Regions from separate parts of the Anser cygnoides genome. Here region 1 is linked to region 2. Evidence: chromatin contacts called from public Hi-C data. All regions are on one chromosome and are shown on one strand. The core of a region is the stretch at or near the end of the contact, and the rest is flanking DNA. Distances in the headings are between cores, read along the strand shown. Region 1 overlaps COL25A1 (collagen type XXV alpha 1 chain). Region 2 has its middle 13 kb from the start of OSTC.

Evidence for each region. A called contact is a pair of places that touch in the nucleus more often than the background predicts.
Region 1: a contact with region 2 is called in a Hi-C map of liver, with 4 times the contacts expected there. The contact joins two enhancer-like sites. A contact is called at or near these places in 4 of 7 Hi-C or Micro-C datasets (granulosa cells and liver).

The regions. Positions count from the first base shown.
Region 1 is chr4:76,124,288-76,130,392 of Taihu_goose_T2T_genome, forward strand. It overlaps COL25A1 (collagen type XXV alpha 1 chain), which reads right to left. Exons shown (of 37, transcript XM_066996430.1): 31 at 2,588-2,641. Among named protein-coding and RNA genes, the nearest start is that of ETNPPL, 28 kb to the left of the region's middle. Within about 2 kb of position 4,169, at least 2 of the 3 cell types and tissues checked have open chromatin away from gene starts, as enhancers often do.
Region 2 is chr4:76,059,876-76,066,312 of Taihu_goose_T2T_genome, forward strand. No RefSeq gene overlaps it. Among named protein-coding and RNA genes, the nearest start is that of OSTC, 13 kb to the left of the region's middle. Within about 2 kb of position 4,171, at least 3 of the 3 cell types and tissues checked have open chromatin away from gene starts, as enhancers often do.

The sequences.
Region 1 (6,105 bases), core at 2,919-5,418, 64 kb after region 2:
AATATGTGATAACAATTCAAACTGTTAACCACCATTTTTCTTTCTACCAAGAGAAATACACAAACACATAGAGTATTGAGATGTTCACCAGTATCAGCCTTAATGAAATGTTAAATCCTGCATTTGCTTTTAATAATCAATGAACAGTTCAAGGCTGAGAGAGAAAATTGCATGGCTAAGCTCGTACAGTGAGTAATAGGACATTTGTTCTAAAATCCATGGTTTCCTATCTTCTAGTGACATTCACTATTTCCATAGTCCAGTTTTTCACCATTTAAATAAGTTTTGCATAGAGGACTGACTGATGTTTTCTATTTTAATTAAAAAGCTAAATTTGAAAGAAACCAAGAATCCCTACTTCGTACAGGTCTGTTCTACCTAAGATGAGTAATTCATCATTGCACAAATGTTGCCTATGCAACAATGAAACCACAGTTTCTACTGAAGAAATCATTAGGTTTTAGTTTAATTACACTTTCTTTTCCTCAACTTTTAAAGAGACACAAACATACAGTGAGCAGCATTTTACAAGTATTCTCTTAAAGTGAGATTGTCTTTCCAAATTTTAAATAATGTGGCCTTAAGAATGTGGTTATATTTTGGATATAATGTGGTTATATTTCAGCTTTGGATTCATTAGTGCCCTTCTAGGTTAATATTGGTCCAAAGTTTTTCTTATCAGCATGGACAAAATGTGATCCGGTCCGGCGACAGAGTGGTGGCATTATGCACAACTTTTAATTAAAATGTAAAGTCTGAAATCTACAGGAAAAACATTCTCCCCCTGCTTTCACATAAACAAGCTCAACAGTTACAAATGCAACTGTAAGACTCTATTAAAAATATATGATTTTTTATTTAGATAACAAGACATATACCGACACCAGCCAACTGTTAGATAAGTATTCTGTGAAAAACTCCTCTTCCCAAACAGTATTAAATTATTAAATAAACAATTACAGCAATAATCTTGGTAGTTGACTGCTTGGAAAAAAATTCTTCCATCTTTCTTGTGAATTTCCTCCCATTCATTCAGCTGCACAGAAAATGGTGGATGCTCAGGAATTTTTTCCACACCTTAGTTTCTGTATTTTTGTAAATCTGTCCCTCGGTGTGTATGGAATTACTGAACTGATTTACATTTCAGCAGCTCTGAGCTCCTTTCTAAATACAACTTTTCAGCAGCTATGATAAGGCTGATTCTAGATCCAGCAGTATGAATTATTATGACCTTGGATACTTCATAAGGAAGAACATTTATAGTTATTCTCAATACATTAGAAGAATAGCACATATCATAGTGCATTGTTTTTGAAAGGAATTTCAACCAGAAACAGGAACATCCTTCACAATAAAAGCTCATAATACAAGAACAAAATGCACGGTATTTCTATATACTTCTATATGTGTATTTCATCTCAAGTATTTTCTGAAATGCTGAATATGGTGTTGAGCCATCTTTACACAGAGTTGATAGAAAAGAAGTTATGTCCTAGCTGAAAAAAAAGAAAAACTTGAATCTGTAATCCCCTAGGAAAAAATAAAATAAAATAAAATAAAATAAAATAAAATAAAATAAAATAAAATAAAATAAAATAAAATAAAATAAAATAAAATAAAATAAAATAAAGCCCTTCAGACTAACCATGAACTAGCCTGAGTGTTAACTACAGGCTACTGTTCCTATTTTGGACTGCATTGCATGTCTTGTATTTATTTTTCAACAAACAGCTCTATAGAAATGAATGCTCACATCACATACATCTTTATTTTACTGCTGCTAATGTTAACTGGACCTGAGCCATATGGCTGTGTCCCCAGTGCATCGAGTCTGAAGTTGTTTTAGCACAGCTGTTTTGTTAAACTGAGAAATTCAAAGAGACATGAGTCTGGGCTGGGAAATCCTTGGAAGTTTTAGTTAGTATAAGGTATCATCTTTTTTTGTTGTACAAGTTCATGGCAGTATTGTTAAAGATGACAGCCTCATAGTTGAAGATTAAGGACTATTTCAATTGGAGAAAATTTACTGTGAATATTTCAAATTAAATAGAGGAGGGTTCCTAACTTCCATGCTTAAAAAACAAACAAACAAACAAAAACTTTATAGAGGCTAAAAATTGTTTTCAAGATAGAAAACTTAAGTGCAAATACCTCAGGAATACTCAGGTTTTTTTTGTTTTGTTTTGTTTTGTTTTTTTTTGGCTTTGGTTTTAACCATTTCATATATATATATATCACAGATCACACTATCTTCCAGTTTGTTCTCTCAAATTATCTATACTAATTGATGAAATTAAAAAAAAAAAACAACGTTCTGCATAGCACTGTAAACTTAAAAGTCCTGTAAGCTTCTTACCAATTAGTAATCACAAAATGCCATTTCTTCTGAAGTTAATGAGTTATAAAGTCAATGCTTACATGGATAAATGTGCACGTAACTTGAATGTTTATACAGTTCTGGGTTGATCTTTCTACGATGAAATAGTGTTCTGTTTAGCAACATCTAGGCACACTATAAGTAGCCGTATGATATTTTACTATTGTGGCACATTCTTCAAAAAGAAAAGCCCACAGATATTATACTTACTCTATCTCCTTTAGGACCTGCAGGGCCATGGGGACCAACTGGGCCATCTACACCCTGTGAAAGGAAACCAAGAGGTAAGAGAGAGGTCCTGTTCTCACAAGTCTTTAGTTTTAATAGCTGTCTTCTAGCCAAGAACTAACATGGAATCAGCCTTCACCAGTCGAAAATGCAGACTGAATTGTGCTGGGACCTGGGCAAACAAATCCATTTGGCTTTCAAAACGCTACATTGTAAGCTCTCATGTTAGATAGTAACCTATCTATTTTCTAGTTGGATTTGACTTTATTCATGGAAGTCGTACAAAGAGTTTAAATTTATTGAAAGAAATTTGGCCAGTAGAATTTGAAAGTTCAAACAATATTTATTATTAAGCACTGATTTTGTAAATTGAAATGTCCACCTACAAGGTGGATACACCCGTTGCAGTGATCAACGGCAGATTTACAGAAACCTTCAGATACATAACTCTATCCTTCTTTCACTTTATCCACTTCTTTATCATGATAAGAAACAAATAATTTAACATTTATTTTAAATATAAGAATGCCTGTGGTGCGACCCCAGCACATCTGCATCCATTTTGCTGATTCCATATTAGCATAAAACAAATATGTTTTCCTGTGTAAAACAAATCCCTGACCTTTCTCAGGAAAATAAGTGCCCCAACCAGCACAGGCTTTGCAGCAGTTCTCCAACCAAAAATGAAAAGCAAACTGCCTTTGTAAGATTCAGAGCTCTTCCTGCAGATACTCGCATTCTCCTTCCCCCACACATTGCCCCAAGAGTCTGCTCGCAGCCCCCTCTGATCCGGCACGGAAAATGCCTGTGACATTTGGCCTTCATTCCTCCATGCCTTGAGAGAGTGTGGCCAGCTGGAAAGCACACGGACTCGGTAACGAAGAGTGACACAGAAAGACGAGGGACTCACCCGGGGTCCTGGCTTTCCGTCTAAGCCAGATGCTCCCTGTGTGGTTAGGTGGAAGCATGGATGATGGGTACAACACGGATGACAAGAACGTGAGATTAGTAAGTGGTGCTGATGAATAAACATAATTCAAACGTACAGTACAAGTTGTGACAGGGTTCTGGAATGGGTATCACGTTGCTACAGCATGTTAGTTAAAAATTCACATAAAACATCAAGGGCCTGAATCTGTTCTGACATCGGTGCAACATCCCTGACCTGCCCTTGCCTTCCCATCGTGGTACAATTGACCAGAATAAGCGTGAGGCTACACAAATGCTACAAACACCAGATATTAGGGTGTTTTTGAGACTTAACACACAAATATTTACTTTGTAATTTACTTGCTTACTTTCCAATTTGTAAATAATGACAATACTGCATACTCTACTACACAAAGAAAAATGTATGTTAATAGTGAGAGGAAGTATTTAAGTGCAAGAATAGTGCATTATGCAGCTAACAGAGTCTGGACCCTGACTACAATGGCATCATTCATTTCCAGGAGCCCGGGAGACAAGCAGGTTTCCTGTTTTCCCAATGCTCTTCCAGCTCAGAGCTCAGCCTAGGGCTGGCGAGTGGGTAGCAGCCGGCTCTGAGGGCTACCGACTTCAGCATCCTTGGGGACGGGAGGACCTCTGGTGGATTTTATGCGAATAACAGCTGTGAAGGATCTGCTCGGCTGTCCCAGCAGTGAGGGCAACAGTGCTGGGACTAAGAGGGCCAAAACTACTTGGATAGCTGAGGCATAGGGAATAAAGCTGGGCCCAAAAAAATTAAAAAATAAAAATAGAAAAAAATATAAAAAGAGAAAGACATAATTCACTAATGGTGAAGATGAGCCACTTTTAGAAAAATCAAACATTTTGACTTTGCTCTGTAAAATGACATTTAGGAAAAGTAAGGAGGAGGAGTATGATAAGGTCTGTATAAGTTGAAAAAGTAAAGGAGCATTTTGCTCCGGGTTAAAACAAACACTTCTGGAAGAGCCCAAACACTTGTCTTAGCAATTTTCAAGGGATCAGACCTTTCAAATTTTCTTTGGATCAGATCTCCAAAGTTCCCTCTTTCCATAGCTGAAACTGACAACTTGAAAAATAGTCAGTTTTGTCAAAATCAGTGAGAATTTTCACCTTGTCCAGAGGCCCTGTACATAATTCTTGAAAATATTCATCAGAGGGGTTTTGTTCTCTTTGGGTCAACTAAATCTCTTTCCTCCGTTTTACGACTAGCAATGTGATCACATGGAGCAATCCTCATGTTCAAAAAATTAGAAATGAGCACTTTCCATGTGGAAAAAATGAAGTTTTTTTATTATTATTTTTTTAGAGTGCTTTCAAATACACAAAGTAAGCACAAAAGTATTTTCTCTTTTTGTCAACCTATATTTTAAGAACCATAACATTTCCATGAAAAAATATGTTGTTTTTTAGGACCTTCACTTCCAAGAACAAGGCAAAAGGAAGAATCCAGCACCCCTAATGAATTAAGGGAAAAAAAAAAAAACAACTCCCTAAGCCAATTTTTAACTTTGCTTAGTTAGACCCCTCCATTTTTTTCCTGCAGAAGTGCAGAGGAATAATAACTGAAGATGTGGGGAAGACGGGAAGATTCCCTAGTCAACGCAAACACCATACAACACTTAAATAACAAAATGATTAATGTAATGGGGTTGATGGCATCCTTATGACACTGAACACTTTCAACTGACACATAACAAAATAAACCTGACAGCACTGGGTGTTACAGGACATTACTTCAGACAATTGCACAGATTCTGAGTAGAACAAAACAAGACTGATACTCTGCTCTATCATGGTATGTATGCTTTTGAGTAAGCCAGAGTTGTTCATCGAAAATAGAAAGAGAAGTTTGTGACTTGTACTGAGATTGAATAGGTTTGGGGTTTTTTACTTACTGGAAGACCAAGGGGCCCTCTGTCACCCTTTTGACCTGGTTCACCCTTCAATCCTTTAAGACCATTTAACCCTGGTTCACCCTAAACGTAAAAGTATAAATGCCAATTTTTTGGTGCTATAATGGGTGTTTAAGCGGGATAGAAGAAGCCAGTCTCAGAAACAGCCGCAAATTCCAGTTTAAAACAAGGACGAAAATTCAACCTTCTTGGCCTGCTGGCAATCTACATGCAGCTACAGTCTTGTGCCAAGATACCTGGGAGGTATCTGCTGGAGATTTCAAGTCTCTGTGAAAAAATCTACCAGAAACTTATGAGTAACAGAATCTTTTGATTCTTTTCCTAATAATTATCACTATCTTTAAGTAATTTGAATTAAGTGTGAGTTTCAGGGTTTTGTGGAATTTCCTCAAATCCCACAATCCACCCCATTCAGTAATTCAAACTGAAAGAAAACTTTCTGAAAAACAAGCCTCAAAACTTAAGGCTTTACAGTGGGATCTCCTGAAAAGTATGTTTTGTAAGGAAGCTATATTATTCCTTGTGGCAAACCGGAATTTGCAGCAAAATCTCGTATAAAGATATTTTAAACCTTTAAGCATATATAATTAAACAGAAACAAATTAAAAGCAGCAGTAT
Region 2 (6,437 bases), core at 2,921-5,420:
GTTCTTTCAGGAGCCTTGCTTCACTGGTGGGTGGAATTTATCCTATTTCACGTTTTACCCCAGTGTATCTGTCCGTCCCTGCTACCGTTAGCCATTACACCAGCCCAGAACCACTGTGTTTCAGCCCCTTTTGCTGGCCTACTCCTGGCCTGAGCTTTTATTTCTGGGGATTTATGCTATTGTCTTTCAGTAGCTGCTGTCTTCTTTTTTTTTTTCTTTCCATTTTTTTTTTTTTCTTCCTGTCATTGTAGTCTTCCAAGTTTCAGGGCACCACTGCTGGTTTTGATTGCTCTCTTTCTAACTGCTGCGGTATTTCTGCCTTTAAGGGATATTATTTATCAGTCTCCTCTGCTCTTCCATTTCCTCATTCCTCCTCATCTAGTACTTTTCTCTTTTATCACACTGAAATCCATCACTTACTTCCACCAACCGCTTGGCTATCCATCGGCTGTGCTACTCTGGGCTTTCCTTCTTCTGTTCCTTCTACTCTGACTGCAAGTCCTCTAATTTTCCCTGCTGACCACTGTCTGAGCTACTTCACCCTGCAGTGACTCCACACTTCGTTAGCCCCTGCCCTCCGTGGCAAAGCTCAACCTCCTGGCTTCTCTCATCCTTTCAGCCTCTCTCATCCTCTGGCTGTTCCTTTGGCTGTTCTAGTTTTCTTTTAGCTGTCTCATGTCTTTGTCTTTATTGTTCTACACTCCACACCATCTGTTGTGCTGCTGCGAGCATGACTCACCCTGAAAACAATAAAAATCCTACTACATCCCCCAAGCACTACACTAGGGAGCCGACGAAGGCACTCCTGTATCCAAAATCTACATCAACAGCAGACAAGCCAAGGTCCTCATGGAATTCAGGTACATAATTTTTGTTTAAATCAATAGAATTCAAGTGCCAAATACATCTGAGAACCCTGCCAAAGTTTCGTCACAACTCTGAGAAAAGGAGGCGATTGTTTCCTGTGGCTGGATTTAAAAACACCTCTGTAGGGATAACCTGAAAGTTCTTGGGTTTCTTAGCAAATAGCCTTTTGCCTTTTTTTTTTTTTTCTTTATACATTTGCCATTACTGAGTGTTTTATGAGTGTAGACAACATATGGTCTGTACACAGTGGAACGGACCAAGGAAAATCTGTCACAAGGACCAAGATTCATACACACAGTAGACAAGGCAATAAATATGAGAGCTCATAAAAACAGGGAAAGGGAATGTTCCATCAGACCTTTTTTTTTTGTGGGTACAGAAGATGCACGACGCTTAAAACCACTGCCACTTAACAAAATGATTAACAAATTTAATTAAACAATTTTAAATTAAACAAAATTAAAAATAAATCACCATTTGGTTTCCTAACCTAAGCAGGAATAGTTTTAGCTATATCAAGAAGTTCTTTTCCTCTGACGTTCTAACAGGCAGCAGAAACACACGGTGACTTTAATTATTTTCTTGTTTCATCTAACAGCTGGTTAAACCGAAGGTATACATCACTGAAGTCAATGGAGGCAGACAAGTGCAAAAAGGGAAATCTTACAATATTACAAAACTTACAATATTTCAGCTGCATTCACAAGTAGCATTTAACTGCAGCTTCTGTATTAATTCTGTATCATGTGACTGAACAAGCCTCATTTTACTAATTTGGATGGTCAATACAAAGTATTTCCTTTGTGCAACTGCCTTTGAAAACAAATGTCTTTTACTTAAACATTGTAAATAATTTCTGAAGCTGACTACAAAGTTCTTGCTACCGTTAGTAGCTCCAGCATCCTTATTAGCTACTACTCTTAAGCTTTTTCAGTCTTGACACCTTTTACATGTCTGCAGTTTCAATTATCTGTTCAGGCTCTGGTTCACCACTGGATGGCAGTCCCTGCAATGCTATTCACTCTGGGAAGGAAAGTCTGGTTTTAGAAGTACACTACTGAAAGTACATGCTGCTTTGTACGTGAATATGAAATGTTACAGAGGTGAGTACATTTAGAACCATTTTTTTCTTATTGCTAAAGTATATGTGGAAGCCTTTTCTGTAGATTTCTTTCGCTTAAATTCATTTTTACAGTCCAAACTTCGGGATTGAATACGATAAAAATTTGCACTTCTGTTGCACCGTACAGCCAAAGATTTCAAACTACTTTATACTGACTAGGTCAATAAAGAAGTCAGCATGTGTGCATATATATATATATATACACATACACATATATGCATATATCTATATACATATATGCTGACTTTATACGTAGCTCATAAAGGGAAAAATGTGCAGTATTATAATGTAGAATGAATTACTCAAAATTACAGCCTTTAGGTAGATAAAGAATAAAGCCTCAGTCTTCTGATCCCAAATCCACTGTATGTCTGATGGTGGGAAATGAAATAAATGGCTATAAGGAACTGACTATTTAAATGGTTAAAATACAGTAACTGTAAAGATAAAAACAAATTAATATTGAAATTGTGACTGATATCCATACATTAAAATCAGAAGTCAGAACACGGGTAGATAGCAGAGGTAGAGAAAGCTCTGTGGACTTGACCAAGATTTCTGTGTGTATGGTTGTAAGTATGGTGAGTTTACTACCACAAGGTTTTGGAAAAGCTTGTGATGAAACCTGGAACGTAACGTGAAAAAATGTTGATACAGTCATAAAATAACCATAAAATACTGCAATCTATAGGTGCCTTTGCTTAAGCTAACAGGGATTTCACCTGACTGTATTTTAAGGCAATCAGATTCTCGTTTCATTTGAATAGAAATTTAAATGACAGCTTTATTACAAATAAATCCTGTAGATGTCTCCTTAGTAGGGACAGGGAGATAAAATGGAAACAGGAGGAAGAAAGTGTGCTGCAGCACTTGTAGAAAAGACCCCTTTCAAAACCCTTTACAGATGCCTGCATCTGAGCATATCGAAGCATTAATGTCAGCCACACAAATGGCTGTTTTTAGGTGGGTGGGATGTTGAAACAGTAAAGTGAGTGCCTTAAAGCTATGTAGCAGCTCAATAGCAGAGAGAGAAATAAAATTTAGATCTAATTGCCAGTTTTGAATCCTACTGACCATGTCGGACACTCAATTCAGCATCGAGCATTCACTAGAGTTTTTACAATGTATATATTTTTTATTCTAGATATTTTCATATTTTCAGGACAAACAAAACAAAACAAACAAACAAAAAAGACTTCTAAACTGCTTTTGTTAAAAGGCAGGATAAAAACAGGATAAAAACATTTTCGCAGCAACATTTTTTTGAAACTTGAAGCGTATTACTTCCCCTCTTGCTTACTGGTTTGTTGGCAAGTTCTGTTTCTTCTGTTCTTGAGATGATGTGTTTCACTGTGAGATCAATCCCGGTGTCTCCTTCGCCCTCCTTTACATCTCATTTGTTATTGAAATGGCTACTTACTCCTAGCTCTCTCCAATTAGTCCATAGCGCTAAAAGCTTCCTCTCTTGATCAATTTTCAAAGAAGCCCAAAAAATTCCTTTTTTGTATTCCTACGCGTTAGCCCTTTGCTTGTGCTCAATAACCGTCTGCTGAAATATATCATTGTTCTTTTCAAAGCACACCCTCCTGAAGGTCAGCTCTGTAGTGCCTCCAAAACTGGAGGACCAAAGTCCAGCTCTGACTCTCAGGTCGGGCCGACGGTGCCTCCATCTCCTTGTGTTACCCCTCTGTAGCTCTGTGTTGTGTCTTGCCCAGGTATAATTTGTGTGCTCCTTGGGGTCAAGAAGCCTTTGTTTCTGCTGCACGGTGTCCATGTAAAGGACTCCTCGGCACTTCAGCAACATGCATAATAGATTCCACATTAATTAAATTTTATCAAGGGAAACCCTACCACCAGATTCCCGATCAACTGTGCTGTTTATCTCAGTCAGCTTGAGGTTTCAGATTACTTTCTAAAGCCGTCTTTGAAAAAATCTTCCAGAGTTTTCTCTGTTTGGCTTTCCTTTCGCCCTCCTCCCGTCCTGCTGCCTGCTGGGAAGTGCCGGTGCCCTCGTTACAGCAGCCCAGTTCCCTGCGTTTCCAAGGCCTCCATCCAAACCCCCGGCCGCTGACTTTCTCCATGTTTATTCTGAGCTTTTCTCTGCCTGGGAACATGCCACAACACACCCTCCGCTCCTGCCCAATCCCTTCCCGTGCTGACGCAACGTGTTTTTCGGCCTGCCACGTGTCCCAGGATAACCTCTCCCTGCGTCTGCGTGCCCTCACGTTCGGCTTCTCAGTGAGCGAGGGACTTGCCGCCGCCGCCGCGCGCTGCGGGTCGGGCAGGCCGCTGTGGTAACACCCAAACACGGGGCGAAGAGGCTGCGGGACAAAGCGTCTTGTTTCCCGTTGTGCTTTCTGCTGACACCACACGCAGAGGCAAATTCTGCCCGGAGGAAGGCAGACAGCAGCCCAACGAGGCAGCAGGCCAAGATCCTGTCCCAACAGAAGCACCGAAGCTACGAGGATTTAATGATTTAGCACTTAACTGCAAGGGAAGCTGGGTGTTCAGTTATTGTCAGTGATTCACTGGCTGAGGAAAAAAGACCCCTAAAGAAGAAATATACCTCAGACTGACAAAGAGCAGGCACTTATTAAGGATTAATTTCGGATACACGTGTTCAAGCTGCAAAGCTTTGTTCCTGACTGAGGTACAAGTGTATTTATGATGTGAATGTACCTGAGTCTAGGGCTTTGTTTTGGCCCACTGTACGTGGCCCAGCTGTGCCCGGCACACAGAAATAGGGCAGATTTGCCCAAAGTTTGGAGATTTGGGTTGCAGTTTCTCCTCTTGTATGGTGGGTGTTTATAGACCTCCCTGGTGCACACAGTAGTGTATAGTAGAGGATTTGTGCTCTGCAATGCAGGTGGTGATCTGTAAGTTGCTGAGTTGCCCTAATAAGTTCAGAACAAATGATATCCTCCCGGAAAGTCGCCTCTTGGTTGGTTTCAGAAGTGGAACTGCACTTTGAATAACTCAGTGGAGGTTGCTGCAACTCATACCTACTCGTCCATGATGTGATGTGGCTGGAAAACATTTTATGAAATTATTTTCATAACTGAGACTTTCTTAGCCTATGCATGTTTATCTGCCTTGTAGCAGAGGCTTGGAAGGGACTGGCGATAGTCAGCTTTGTGCTATGTCTGCCCTGAAGGAGCCATCCTTTGGTCCTAAGGAGCACACAGTGGGTTCGTGTAACACATCTGCTCTAGCACAAGTAGGGAACAAGCTTTAAGGGAGCTCCATGCTCATTGCCCTCCACATAACCTCTGACACTAGTGGCCTTTGGTGATTCCCATTTCAGACTTGTATTTCCTTGTTAATTACAGAGTGTGCTTTTAGTAGCTGCTGTTATTAAAGATACGTGGTCATTGCTTGTTCAGTGTTAATGCTTGGTGGAGCAGTCCCACGCTGTTTTTCACTGTGTTGGTTGTGCAAAAACACATGTGGCGCTGCCAGGCTGGAAGAGCTCACAGTGTGTTGGGAAAGAAGGGAAGGGGAGGCTGGTGAGAGAGCTCTTCTGCCAGAGAGTGCTTCCCCTCCATCCCTCCAGCCTCAAGTTTCAGGTGCACTTGCCTACCTGGTGGAACCGAAGCTTTTTGGTCAGTGCCAGAAAGATCTGTTTCTGATACGTTTTAGGGAGCTGCTGGCATTGTAGTCACTTTGAGAAATATCTGCCCAATTTAATTCTTAACTCTTCTTGCAGTCTGAGGGGAGGGTCTCTCCTTTGCTGATTTCCTGTTGGAGCCTCATTGCCCTGCATTTTCGTAGATACTTTGCCCTCTAGGGACCCATGGAAAGGTTCCCTGGTGGGAATTGCTGCTGGGTGGACTTGGTATTTAAGCCTGTGCGTTGTTTTGGATCCTGAGAACACAGACTTCTTTTAAAGTCAGACAGTCTAAGAAGTATAATTGTCCTACATTTATTTGATGACTTTGATGATATATGGTTTTGACTTTTCTTATTAATAATGCACTACTTCTTTGCTGATGAAAGGAAAGATGTGGGAAGTGCACTATCTTGGCCCAAGGTCTTTCATGTGATTTCAGTTCACCCTAAGTAAAAGTCAGGAGTGACCACTGGGATAGCAGAGACTGGGGGTTATTTTGAATAGCATCTGTATATACCATTGGTCTGTGTGCCTGTTGATACTGTAGGTGCAAAGGGTTAATTTGGTCCTAAAAGGATTACAAATCTGCAGGAAGACAGATGCACTTAGCCTAATTAGTGAAATACGTAGTCAGCCATTTCAGACCCTAGACCACGTTTTTCCCCTAACTCCAATAGAGATATCACCACTTCCAGTATAGGACAAAAGCAGAACTGTAGCTTCATGAGCAAAACATTTTGCTGAGTGGCTAAATCAGTCTTATCTGCTGTAACTAACACAGAAGACCGGAGAATGATAAAACCCCAGGGGAAGGGCAGGAGGAGGCAGAGGTATTTA